2 separate regions of the Zea mays genome follow, and region 1 is linked to region 2. A link is a contact called in public Hi-C data. All regions are on one chromosome and are shown on one strand. The core of a region is the stretch at or near the end of the contact, and the rest is flanking DNA. Distances in the headings are between cores, read along the strand shown. Region 1 holds the start of LOC100381815. Region 2 holds the start of LOC103632861 (Outer arm dynein light chain 1 protein).

What was found. A called contact is a pair of places that touch in the nucleus more often than the background predicts.
Region 1: a contact with region 2 is called in a Hi-C map of leaf, with 6 times the contacts expected there. The contact joins the promoter of LOC100381815 here to the promoter of LOC103632861 in region 2. A contact is called at or near these places in 4 of 25 Hi-C or Micro-C datasets (bundle sheath, leaf and leaf mesophyll).

Annotation. Positions count from the first base shown.
Region 1 is chr1:27,985,746-27,991,675 of Zm-B73-REFERENCE-NAM-5.0, reverse strand. LOC100381815 reads left to right here and starts at 4,047. Exons shown (of 20, transcript NM_001361543.1): 1 at 4,047-4,463; 2 at 4,557-4,670; 3 at 4,753-4,818; 4 at 5,909-5,930. The coding sequence starts at 4,371.
Region 2 is chr1:27,588,774-27,594,780 of Zm-B73-REFERENCE-NAM-5.0, reverse strand. It overlaps LOC103632861 (Outer arm dynein light chain 1 protein), which reads left to right and starts at 2,352. Exons shown (of 11, transcript NM_001352077.1): 1 at 2,352-2,941; 2 at 4,269-4,526; 3 at 4,626-4,868; 4 at 4,956-5,105; 5 at 5,483-6,007. The coding sequence starts at 2,480.

The sequences.
Region 1 (5,930 bases), core at 2,798-5,297, 400 kb before region 2:
ACCTTAAAATTCATCCGGAGTCAGCGGTAATATTCGAAACAAGTCAGCGCTTAGATTCTATTTTTGGTGCTGCGACACCGTCTGTTGGGTCATTAGACCGCGTATCGTGTTGGAGCCCATTAGGGGTACCTCCAGGGGTTGTGCACACCCATAACCTCTATTTTAACAGCAGTCACGCGCCACATTAGGGTTTAAGTTTTGCTTAGATCATATATGTCATCGAACAATATCGTCGTTCATCTGTTTGTGAGATCCACCTCGTGATCAATGCAGTTTTGATGGCGTTCTTCATGTTGTTGCTTGTGTTCTTGATTGCACTTACAGGGATAAGCCTTCGTGGCGAGGTCGCTCATGTGTCACATATGATAAATAATGGAGCAGTGGTGTAGTGATTGCGATGATCTATTCGCTCGGAGCCTTAGATCATCAATGTTGAAATCTCTAGCAATCAAGTTATCATACATCACAGAAGATCAGGTCTCGTCCTCTATCAAAAGGCTTTCCCTACCGCGCTCGCTGACCGATGGTCCATAAGGACCAGAGATCTTATCCTTGATACCATGATTTTGAAAATATAGTTTTTAGGAACGCAATCAAATACCTTATAGCATAAAATACTATGGTATTACTAAAAACTAGGATATTGTCTAGAAACTACAAAAATAATTTACTCATAAACAGTAATATGCGGTGAACAACCAATCATCCATTTATTAAGTAACATACTAGTAACTGGTGCGCGCCTCGCGCGCATGGTAAAAAATGTAATGCACGTGATAATAATGTCATATCATTTGCAAAATGTAGATATACATTCTGTAATATAAGTGACAATTAAGCAAGTTGGTCATGTATATCATAGAAGGTAGAACAATAGTAATTAAACAAAGCTCGGTAATTTATGAGAGCGGTTATTTTTGCCCGTTTCAACATATAAAACTAATTAGTTGTTATGTTTATACAAATTATCTTCAAAAGGTTGAAGATGCATACGTACATACATAACTCTGTAGAGCATATACAATAAACACTTTAGAACTTCAAAGGTTGATGGTAGAAGGTATGATTTTTATCAAAAAATGCGTGTATGAACGAAATAATACTGTACATATGTAAGCCTTTTTTGACAGGAAAAAACATGGATATCTATACATGTATATACTATTGCTAAAAAAGACTCGGTAATTTATGACAGTGGTGCGAAAGGGCCTCTAGCTGAGTTGGTTAGGTGTCTGAGTAGCACTCCTCAGGTCCTAAGTTCAACTCCCCGTGTGAGCAAATTTCAGGCTGTGGTTAAAAAATCCCCTTGTCTATCCCACGCCAAAGCACAGGCCTAAGGCTCAGCCCCGGTCTTGGTCGTTCTCACGTGGGCTTCGATGCCGCTGTGTATGGGTGGAGTAGGGGTTCGGGGGTGTTCTCGGTCTGTTTGAGAATGTATTCTTCTTAATACAATGCCCGGAGGCTGTCTTACCCCCGCATGTCGAGTTTTTTTATGATAGTGGTTATTTTAGAGCATTTGAATTTTTATTTGAATTTTTCATGACTAATTCTGATTGTAGAGGCAATATGTAAGCAAAAGATTATAAGTCGAAACCATTAAAACACACATGTGCTTTGGAACATGTAAACGATTCTAGAGGTATGTACCATGTAAACACGAAGTAACTATCATATAAGGAAAATAATCATGAAATATAGAACTACGATTGAGATACATATTTGTCTTGGTGCCGTTTTTCCAATTGCAGTAGCGTAATGTCCATGTGGCAGAGAAATGAGAGGAATTATTAGCTAGTTTGCAGTCGTTTGGAGATAAATAAATAGGACATACATTGGAGTAAAAAAGGATGTTTGTGCAATGAGAGGAAAGGGTTAAACGTAATGGTAAACTATAAGGCCTTGTTCGTTTGTGTCGGATTGGTGGGTCGGAACGATTCCTAACCGGATTGCTTCTCTAATTTATATAAACTTTGATTAGCTGTAACGATTCCGGGTGCAATCCGACACAAACGAACAAGGCCTAATTCTAAAACTGATATTTGGATACATACTGTTTTGAACCTTTTTCCCGAAGTTACCAGCACAAACAATAGAATACCAAAAAATCACGCGACATAGAGGTGAGGGAAAACTTTAGTTTGCATTCAATTGCAATGAGAAAAAATACTAATATAAGTGGCAAAGCTGATGTGATAATGAAAAATACCTTTTTCTGTTATATTTCAGTATTTCTTCAAAGAGTCGTTGAGAGTGTGTAGATGTCCTTGACCTACAACACAAATAATGTACAAAAGTTAGTCACAATTATCTAACGTGGTTAAACAACGTGGCGTTTAGAAAAAAAATGCAGAACGTAAAGTACAACGTACGATATCAAAGAATGCCATATTTGAAACACCGCATAGCCGGTGGAGGATGAAGAGGACCAACAACGTATAGTATGGAGCGTGGCTAAGCATGACTGTGACCGTGCATGCGCCGGACAACACGGTCATGTGCAATATGGCGACATGACTTCGATAACATACTCTGTTGAGGCGTATTGTCGAACAGCTTGCGTGCGTGGACCAAGTCTTCAGCAAAGTCCAAAGGCAACACCAAAATCTTCAAAGCGTCGCACTGGCTTATGGAGGATTGGGACAAGCAACAACACATAGAGTGAGACGTGGCAGACGACGGACCATGTTGGCGACCATGCATGCATTAGAGAGTATGTTGGTGTGGCCCTGGTGTGGGAGCAAATGGCAGTAAGAACCGGCGACGCCCACCATGAATGGCGTCGATGGCCATGTTTGGCGCTGGTGGTGGACTGGTGGCGACAGGAGGCCCAACGTGGCGGTCGGGCAGAGATGAGGTCTGACATGAGGACGACGACGAGCGACCTGGTTGCCGACGAAGAGAGGGAAGGCGCGGTATAGAGGAATGCGTCGTCCCTGAAAAAGCAAGAGACACGTAGGGAGGGAGGGGGAGCACCTGCACGTCGCCTCCTTCGCCTAGGCTCCTCTAGGCGGGTTCGCCTCGACTCCTTCGTCCAACTATTCCAGTGGAGGAAGCAAGGTGTCAGATTTACTTTTTTTAATGGATGTCCGGATGCTTCCAGCACGGACCGGACGCCGGACGCAACATCGCTAAGGAAGGAGTCTGTTGATGAAGAGCGCTGATTCACGATCCGATGGCGGGAATTAATTAAAGTGACGTGGCTAAATGGTGTGCATGCTTTGCTCCCGCGTTTAATATATAGAAATAAATGTAATTTGCATGTACGTGTATGTTTATTATTATTTAAATAAATATGGACCGAAAAGAATGGGCTAGAAAGAATTATATTTTGTGACATAGGGAGTAATTTATTTAGCCAATCAAACACACTCATCAAACAACTTTATACGATCTTACTTTATAAACTGAAAGCAAATGTAATAGCAAATTCTACGTAGACTATATATTGCGATAGAGAAAAAAATCCGAAGAGAAAAGAAGCAAATATAAACTTACTGTAGAATGAGAGATAGATTAGAAAATTTTTTATAGCGAGGAAAATAAAATATATTTATTTATTTATTAGGATTTGTGTCAAGATCAGGCAACTAAACCGATCCGAACGATCGTGAGGATCGTTGCGTCCGGTCTTCAATGATCCCTCACCTCGAGCTGAACACGCTTTGGGTCTCTCCAGTCGCTATCCTATTTTATTTCTTATTTTTTATTTTAAACTTTAGTTTATAATAAACTGTATAATTATAAGTACTCTATTTTACTACATTTTTTTATTTTAAACTTTAGTTTATAATAAACGGTATAATTATAAATACTCTATTTTATACTATCCGCTGCGTACAACTTTAGCATGAGTTTGGAGAGAGAACTAGCGGATTAGCGGACACGACCGGAGACCCTCGCATGGATTATGGATACACCTGGTCCACGCACTGCGCTGCTCGGCTGACAGTCAAGGTCATGAAGCCCGGTCCCACTTGCCAGGCTGGCCTCCGCTCTGGACCATCACCCACGAGAAACAGGCGCCGTTAATGGCTGCCACAACGGTAAACGTTACCCTTTCGGAGAAGAAAAAAATAGCGGTAGCGCTCGGATCCCTTCTTCCTCCAGATCACACCACCGTCGCCTCCGCCTGCAAATCCATTCCTAGACTCGAGCTGTTGCTGCGAGCGAGCTCGGGTTGGGGCTCAGGTCTCTAGGGTTTCGCCTCCCTGCTCCTGGTGCTCATCGCCTTGGACCTTGGTCTGTCGGGTTAGGGTTGTCGCGGCTGCGGGAGCCGTGGGTCGGCGGGTGCGGCCGATGCGGCGATCGCCGGAGATAGGGAGGCTGTAGCGGCGGCGGGGCAGGGGATCTCCTGGGTGGATTCTCCGGCGATGGCCGCAGACGCACTATCCATCATCCCGGGCGCCGTGCTTCGGAACCTTTCTGACAAGCTCTACGAGAAGAGGAAAAACGCCGCGCTCGAGGTGAGGGATTCAATTCCTCGCGGGCTTTGGTCTTAGAGCAATCGGCAGGGATTTGAGATGATTGTTTTTTTTGTTGCTGTGGCCTTTGTACAGATTGAGGGGATTGTGAAGCAGCTTGCAATGGCTGGGGAGCATGAGAGGATATCAGCAGTTATCTCGCTGCTCACCAACGATTTCACATACTCGCCACAAACGAACCATCGGAAGGTTTGCATAGACTGCAGTACTTCATGTCTCTGTTCTTATGAGGTCAGATTTGTTGAGTTCTGTGGCATTTTGATGTTAGCAGGGTGGGTTGATTGGTCTTGCAGCAGTTACTGTTGGACTCACCAGTGAGGCAGCTCAGCATCTTGAGGTTTGCTAGCGCAAGCGATAACTCTTATCTATTTAGTGTATTCATATTCAACTTTATGCAGTGTCGTCGCGTATTGGGTGAATCCTTGTGGCTCTTAAAGGAAACATGTGGCTATTTGCCTTAAACCCTGCATGCATAATCTGTAAATGGCAAGTTGGCAACTACGGGGTTGAAATTGCCAATGTCAACTTGCCTTACTGAGCTTCACCAATGGATCATGCGTTCTTCTATTAGTCAATGGTTCCAAATGACTTCATTTCTTGTGGTCTCAAGCACTTCATATTTCCCACAGTGCTGAAGGACATTATTATGCTTACAGGTTCACCATGAAAATATTTGTCCCAAGGTTTGCAAATACTTGGAGTTTTTGGAGAACGACATGGTCTCCAAAACATAGCTTTGATCATTATTTGTTAATAGAATGTAATTGAACATCCTAACACATTTATTCTTTTATGAAAGCATTTTTTAAGGCAAATCTATGCGTATGATTATCAAGTTTCTAAACTGAACACATTAAAAGTTTTTTGTAGTCAAAGTTTTAAAGTTTTACTTAAACTTTGTCAAAAATGTCAATTGTTTGCCAACCATAGGGATTAACTTCTACGGGTTGTAGATATGGGCATATGGCCTCCCACTTTCAGACACTTCCTTTCTGGCATTCTTTTAACAGATTGCATTTGATGCTTGGAAAATATTAGTTCTATATGTTGTTATTCATACATTAATTCGTAGGATTTTATTTAGGTTTACCTTTGCCATCAACTGAAATGGATATTGTGGATCTGGAAGAAAGGTCAATGAGGGAGATTGCAGGGCTCTACAGAAAATTTTCCTTTGATGTGGTTAGATCTTGGGAATCGAGATAAATGCTAGATGGCAATGTGTGCTCATGTTCAAATCATATAGTTATTAGTTTAATACAAAGCTTCTGTTACCATATACAAACACACTATTATTTTGTCACATGTCTACCCAGCAAAGAAGCTGTTAACATGAATTATGATTATTGCTTACATTATATTTTCTGTACTATATTCTGTTTTGCCAATTTGACTGTACAATAAACTCTGTCGCTTTGTGCTTCCAGCAAATCGTGCCTCCTGTGCTTA
Region 2 (6,007 bases), core at 1,103-3,602:
TGACCCGGGAAATCAAGGAAGAAAGCTCACTTGGTCTATGTGACCGTTTGAGAGAGGAAAAGGGTTGAAAGAGACCCGGTCTTTGTGACCACCTCAACGGGGACTAGGTTCTTTAGAACCGAACCTCGGTAAAATAAATCATCGTGTTCATCCGCATTATTTCTTGGTTGATTTGTTTTCCCCTCTCTCCCGGACTTAACATTTATTCTAACGCTAACCCCGGCTTGTAGTGTGTGCTTAAGTTTGTAAATTTCAGATTCCGCCTATCCACCCCCCTCTAGGCGACTTTCAGTTCTCCTCTTTCATTTCATCACTATCTTTCACTACTATGACATATTTAGCAATCATATTCTCATTTTTAGCTTGCCACATTTGCCTTATCTTTTCTAATAACTTGAGTATATTCCTTAAGAAAATCAGCTAGCTCATCATAAGTAGGAGAAACATACTTATTATCACTATCACTACCACAATCACTAGAAATATAATTTTCTACCTTCCGATCACCTTTAGCCTTAAGGCATAGGTGTGTAGTGGTGACAGCGATGGTGGTGGTGAAGAGAAATCCAGGGCGATGTCGACGACCTTTTCACCATCTTTTTCGCTTGAGGAATAGCCGCTTGTGGATTCAATGTTGGCGAGCCAATCACCAACGATGTATGCTTTTCCACCTTTTCTCTTGTGGAATTTCTTTTTGTTTGCCATATTTTCTATTGAAGAATTTCTTTTCTTTATTTTCATCTTCACTATCAGCATTTTTCTTGCCCTTGAACTTGTTTTCTTGGGCTTGGTAAATCGATGAGCAAGATGGCCAAGTTCTTCATAGTTATATTAATCCATTTTCGAGATTGGCTTCCTCTTGCTACTAGTGAAGAATTTCTTCTTTCTTGACTCAAACTTGATGCCTTCTCGATTTAGCTTTTTCAACATTTTTGTAGTTTTATTTACCAACAAAGCAATCTTGGCATCGTTGAAATCATCATCACTTGATATTTATTCATTTATCAGAATTTTGTCCTTGCAATTCTTCTCTTGATTTGCCTTGAGCGCTAAATCCTTCTTCTTAGAAGAAGAGCCATCTTGTCCATTGATGTGCATGTACATCTCATGAACATTGATCTTTCCAATATTTGAGTTGGCGTGGTGATGGAAATATCCATTTGATGAAGCACAGTGACAATGCGGTTGTACTTTTCGATGGGCAACCCACTAAGAATTTTCCTCACAACATCCAGTTGTGTGAGTTGTGTGAGCCCCAAGTCATTCACTTCTTCTACAAAAATAGTTAAGCGTGAGTACATGTCATTGACATTTTCATTTCGAAGCATTACAAAAGAATTTAACTTTTTCATCACAATGTGGTAATGTTCCTCACACTTGCACTTAGCCCCTTCATGTAAGGCACAAATGTCCGACCATAGAGTAAGAGCATTCTTTGTGATTTCTAACGCTATTGAAAACTTCCTTTCAAAGGCCTCTAAAAAGAGTGTTCTTAGCCTTTGCATTACATTTCTCATAGTTAATCTCACACGTAAGAGATTTGCGAGATCTCTAGGTTAGGGAGACCCTTGGGTGGCGGCCCAATAAACTCTAATATCTATGACCTCTAAGTATGCTTCCATACAAATTTTTCAATATGGAAAATTGTCACCATCAAACATGGAAGAGGTTCATTCCCATTGTACATCGTTACTCTAACGGATAAGCTAATATAGGAGGAACATGACTCTAATACCAATTGAAAGGTTTGTGATGTCCAAGATGGGGTGAATTGGGCTTTTATAAATTTCTTGCAAAAGATTAAATCCTAATCTCAAGCCCAACTTCACCCAACAAACTAGGTGGATCAAATGAAGCTAAGTACTCTAGAACAATCCAATTCCAAAATGCCAAAAAAAATTCACCGGCATGCCTATAGTAGTGATTAGTGAAGCCAACGATGGGCCAGACTGCCAGAGCTAGGAATCGGACGACGGCCTTGGCGATCCGCGCTCCAACCCAGAAAAACGCTCCAAGCCGCCAGCCACCACACTCCAAACTCGCGGCTCTTTTGCTACAGCCTACAGGCCCAACAAAACGCCAACGCGCGCACAGCCGTAACCGCGCACGCAGCTCAATGCCAGCGCCGGAAACTGCAAAACACGGCCAAACCCACGCCAGATCCAGACGGCCGCCCGTCCGTCCCGCGCGATTCCGTCCGTTTAGCTCCAACAAACCAAGTCTTTGGAGAACGAAACCGCGGATCGCAAACCGCGGTTGCTTCGTACATCTGCATCGCGTCGCCTTCCGTTCCCTCTCCAGCACCGCACCACAGCTAGCCCGCGTGTCCCCCAATCATACGTACCACCGCGGGGGCGTGTCCGCTTGCATCCTCCTCCCTCCCCCGTCCCGTCTCCACCCTCCACCTCCTCTCGCGTCCGCCCCGCCGCTCGCGGATGCGCCGGCGCGCTCCCACCCCCAAACCCTAGCCTCGATCCCGATGGGCACGCCCCGCGCGGGGTCCCCGGCGTCCCCGGTCACCGGCGACCACTACCTCGACCTGCTCGTCCGCTTCGTGGCGCGCAACGCGGGCGCGCTGCTCGACGGCACCGTCACCCTCCGCCTCCACCCCGTCGGACTCCACTACGTCGCCTCCCGCCTCGAGGCGCTCCGGGAGCTCGAGGCCGTGGGCGCCGGCGCCCCAGTCGACTACCTCCGCGCCTACGTCGCGGACCTTGGCGACCACCGAGCGCTCGAGCAGCTACGGCGGATCCTGCGCCTCCTCACCTCGCTCAAGGTCGTCGCCCCGGGGCCCCGCCGCGACCCCGCGCCGCTCTCGATCCTGCCTTTCGCGCGCCTGCGCGTGCTCGAGCTGCGGGGCTGCGACCTCTCTACCTCGGCCGCCAGGGGCCTTCTCGAGCTCCGACACACCCTCGAGAAGCTCGTCTGTTTCAATTCTACGGTGCGTTTATGCCACCCGACGTACAATTTCCTTTGGAATTCGGTGTTTGCGGCAATTCGCTGTGTGACCACAGGCCTTACTCATGAATTATGATCCTCAACTACCATGAGCTATTCTGAACTGCCAAATTGTAACTACAGTTTGCTGTTCTGGTTCATCTACAGCTAGTAACGCGCCATGGCTTTTATCCTATTTGCTTCAATACTTAGACTTTTAACCTGTTTGCTGGACGAATATGGTCACACTTTTGATTTATATTCCAAGGATGCGATCGGATTCTGTTCAGTGTTTACTCAGCATTTCGTCAGTCAATTTGATATTCGTGCTAAGATGCCTTCTAGTACTTATGTTTATTATAGTTTGAGGTCATGTTTATGGATTTTTTTTAAATAATATTTTAAGTCATCATCAACCACTCTTTACTCAACTCGAAATGAACTTGGTTTCTCTGAGTTAAATAGATTTTGGCGTCTTGCAGAGCATCTCAAGTCCTGAGCACCTGCAGGGCTTTATTTATATCAATGCTTGTGCTGCAGATACCATTTATGCAACTGCAGCAACCATCCCTGCTGCGCTTGATATATTTATTCTCACGGTCTAATTAATAAGCTTTGGCATAAAAAACCTTCATCCACGTGGCCTCCTGATGGACACAACACATTGTGATCTGTATAGCTGCATGCATCTTCTACTTTCTTTTACAAGTTATGAAGACAATTTTGGTTGACATTTACTATTCATAGAGTTCAAGAGTTCGAGATTTACAGTCTCCTTAAAAACTACTCTCTCTCAGTTTCAAATTATAAAGACGTTTTGGTTCTAGATTCATAACTTGCACCTAGATATACACTATGTTTAGATACATAATAAAAGCACTGTATCAAGAAAACTAAAACGTCTTATAATTTTTTTAATGGAGGGAGTATCAAGGGAGCAATGCTTCCTGAACAGCACATGACATCTCTTCCTCTAGCTTTTCTGTTATTCCCTGTTCCATGTGGCTTGGACAAGTCTCAGATATCAGCCATTGTACATTGTGTTGTAATGTTCTTTGTTGGCTGATGTAATATGCAACAAAATTGAGCATGCATGTGGAAAACTCTAGTATTTGGTTGCAGCTTTGGTGTCTGTAACTTGATTGGATTGTGGTATATTGTCAAATGTTCAGCAAGCACCAAACAATTCGTCTAGCAAGAGTAGTAGCATACTAGCATTAATCATCTCTTCCTCAAGTAGTTATTTGGATCCAGCTTTCATTTCTAAGCACTTCCATGTCATGTGAATATTTTGGCCAAACTCGCATTAGTTGACTTTCATGCTACCGCAGGATGCTCTTAGGCATGTCTTTGCGAGTAGAATCATGGATATCAAGGACTCCCCTGTATGGAGCAAACTTTCATATGTCTCATGTGCATCTAATGGTGTAGTACTCATGGACGAGTCGTTGCAATTGTTACCTGCAACTGAAACCTTGGACCTTAGTCGCAACAAGTTTGCAAAGGTGGACAATCTGCAGAAATGTACAAAGTTGCGAAATCTGGATCTCGGATTTAATCATTTGCGTTCGATTTCATCCTTGAGTGAGGTAAGCATTTCTTTTATAATCCTGAACATTGCGCTGCAGACTAGCTTATTGCGATTACACTCATTAGTGGTATCTACAGTTACATGTGCTTTCTTGCAGGTTTCCAGTCGAATCGTAAAACTTGTTGTGAGAAATAATGCTTTAACTACAGTAAACGGGATTGAAAATCTCAAGTCACTCATGGGGCTTGATCTCTCTTACAATATCATCTCAATTTTCTCAGAATTGGAAATCCTCGGCACTCTACCTCTGTTGCAAAACCTCTGGTTGGAAGGCAACCCAATCTGCTGTGCCCGGTGGTATCGAGCACATGTGTTCAGTTTTTTTCGTAATCCAGAGAATGTAAGTATTTGACTTCAAATATTGGACTCTTTTTGTTTCTTAAATTTCCCCCGTCATAATAGTTTGTTCCTGCCTTTTCTGGTTCAGTTGAAGCTAGATGATAAAGGTATGAACACACAAGAATACTGGGAAAAGCAAGTATTGTTTGCATGCAGGCAAAATCAACCTGCTGGTTATGGATTTTATTTTCCTGCAATTGATGATCATGAAGATGAAGACATATTGAATTTGAAGATGGTATGTACCTGTTGTTCCATTATGCCAGTTGCACTAAATTCGTCATTGCATGTAGCACCATATATCAAGATTCCTTGGTTGGAACTTTTTTCTGTTACTATTCTCCTTAAGCATAGATGATTTGACAATATTGTGGTGAAGCAATCATGCATGTGTTTTGTTCCATTTGCACTCTTTTTTAGTTTTCACATGCAACAAAGAAGGTAATACTTTCATGAATTTGGTCTCTAGCTGGTTCATCCCAGACGGTAGATGTGATCTTTATTTTTAGAAGTGCAAGATATGCCTTACATCCTTTGCAAAAATGATACAGTAAACTAGCCTTGCACGACTACTTTAGCAATCAAATGATATCGGTTCTCTTTCATTTACTGTAGAGAAAATTTTCCCGACTTGTGAGCATAGTGGAGGAAGAGAGAAATCTCTGTGATGGTGTAGAGCAGCAGTCCACCCACTGTGATAGTGACAGTTCCAAGAAGGATGAAACTGCAGCTGTTGATCATGACCTAATAATTGCTTCGTTGATAAACACCGCCGAAATGCTGAAGAAAGAAAAGTCAAGTAATTGGCTTTGTGAATTTAAGGAGTGGATGGATGACAATACAGAGAAAACAGAAGGCGACAACCTATCTGTTGGCTTAACTAATGGCAATGGGAAGTATATCAAACAAAAGAAAAGGCAGAAAGCACACAAGGAGACTTCAAATAACATGTCGGATTTGGTACAAGTTTCAGAAGGTGGTAGTAGCTCAAACCTTTTGGAATCAGATTCATCTTTCACAGATAATGCATTTTCTGGTTCAAATGGAGTCATCAAACAATCCTCAAATGAACTTAATTTTGACCAAGATCATCTAAAAATGCACTTGAATTCTTTTCAACGACCTCCTCCTCTAGAGTTA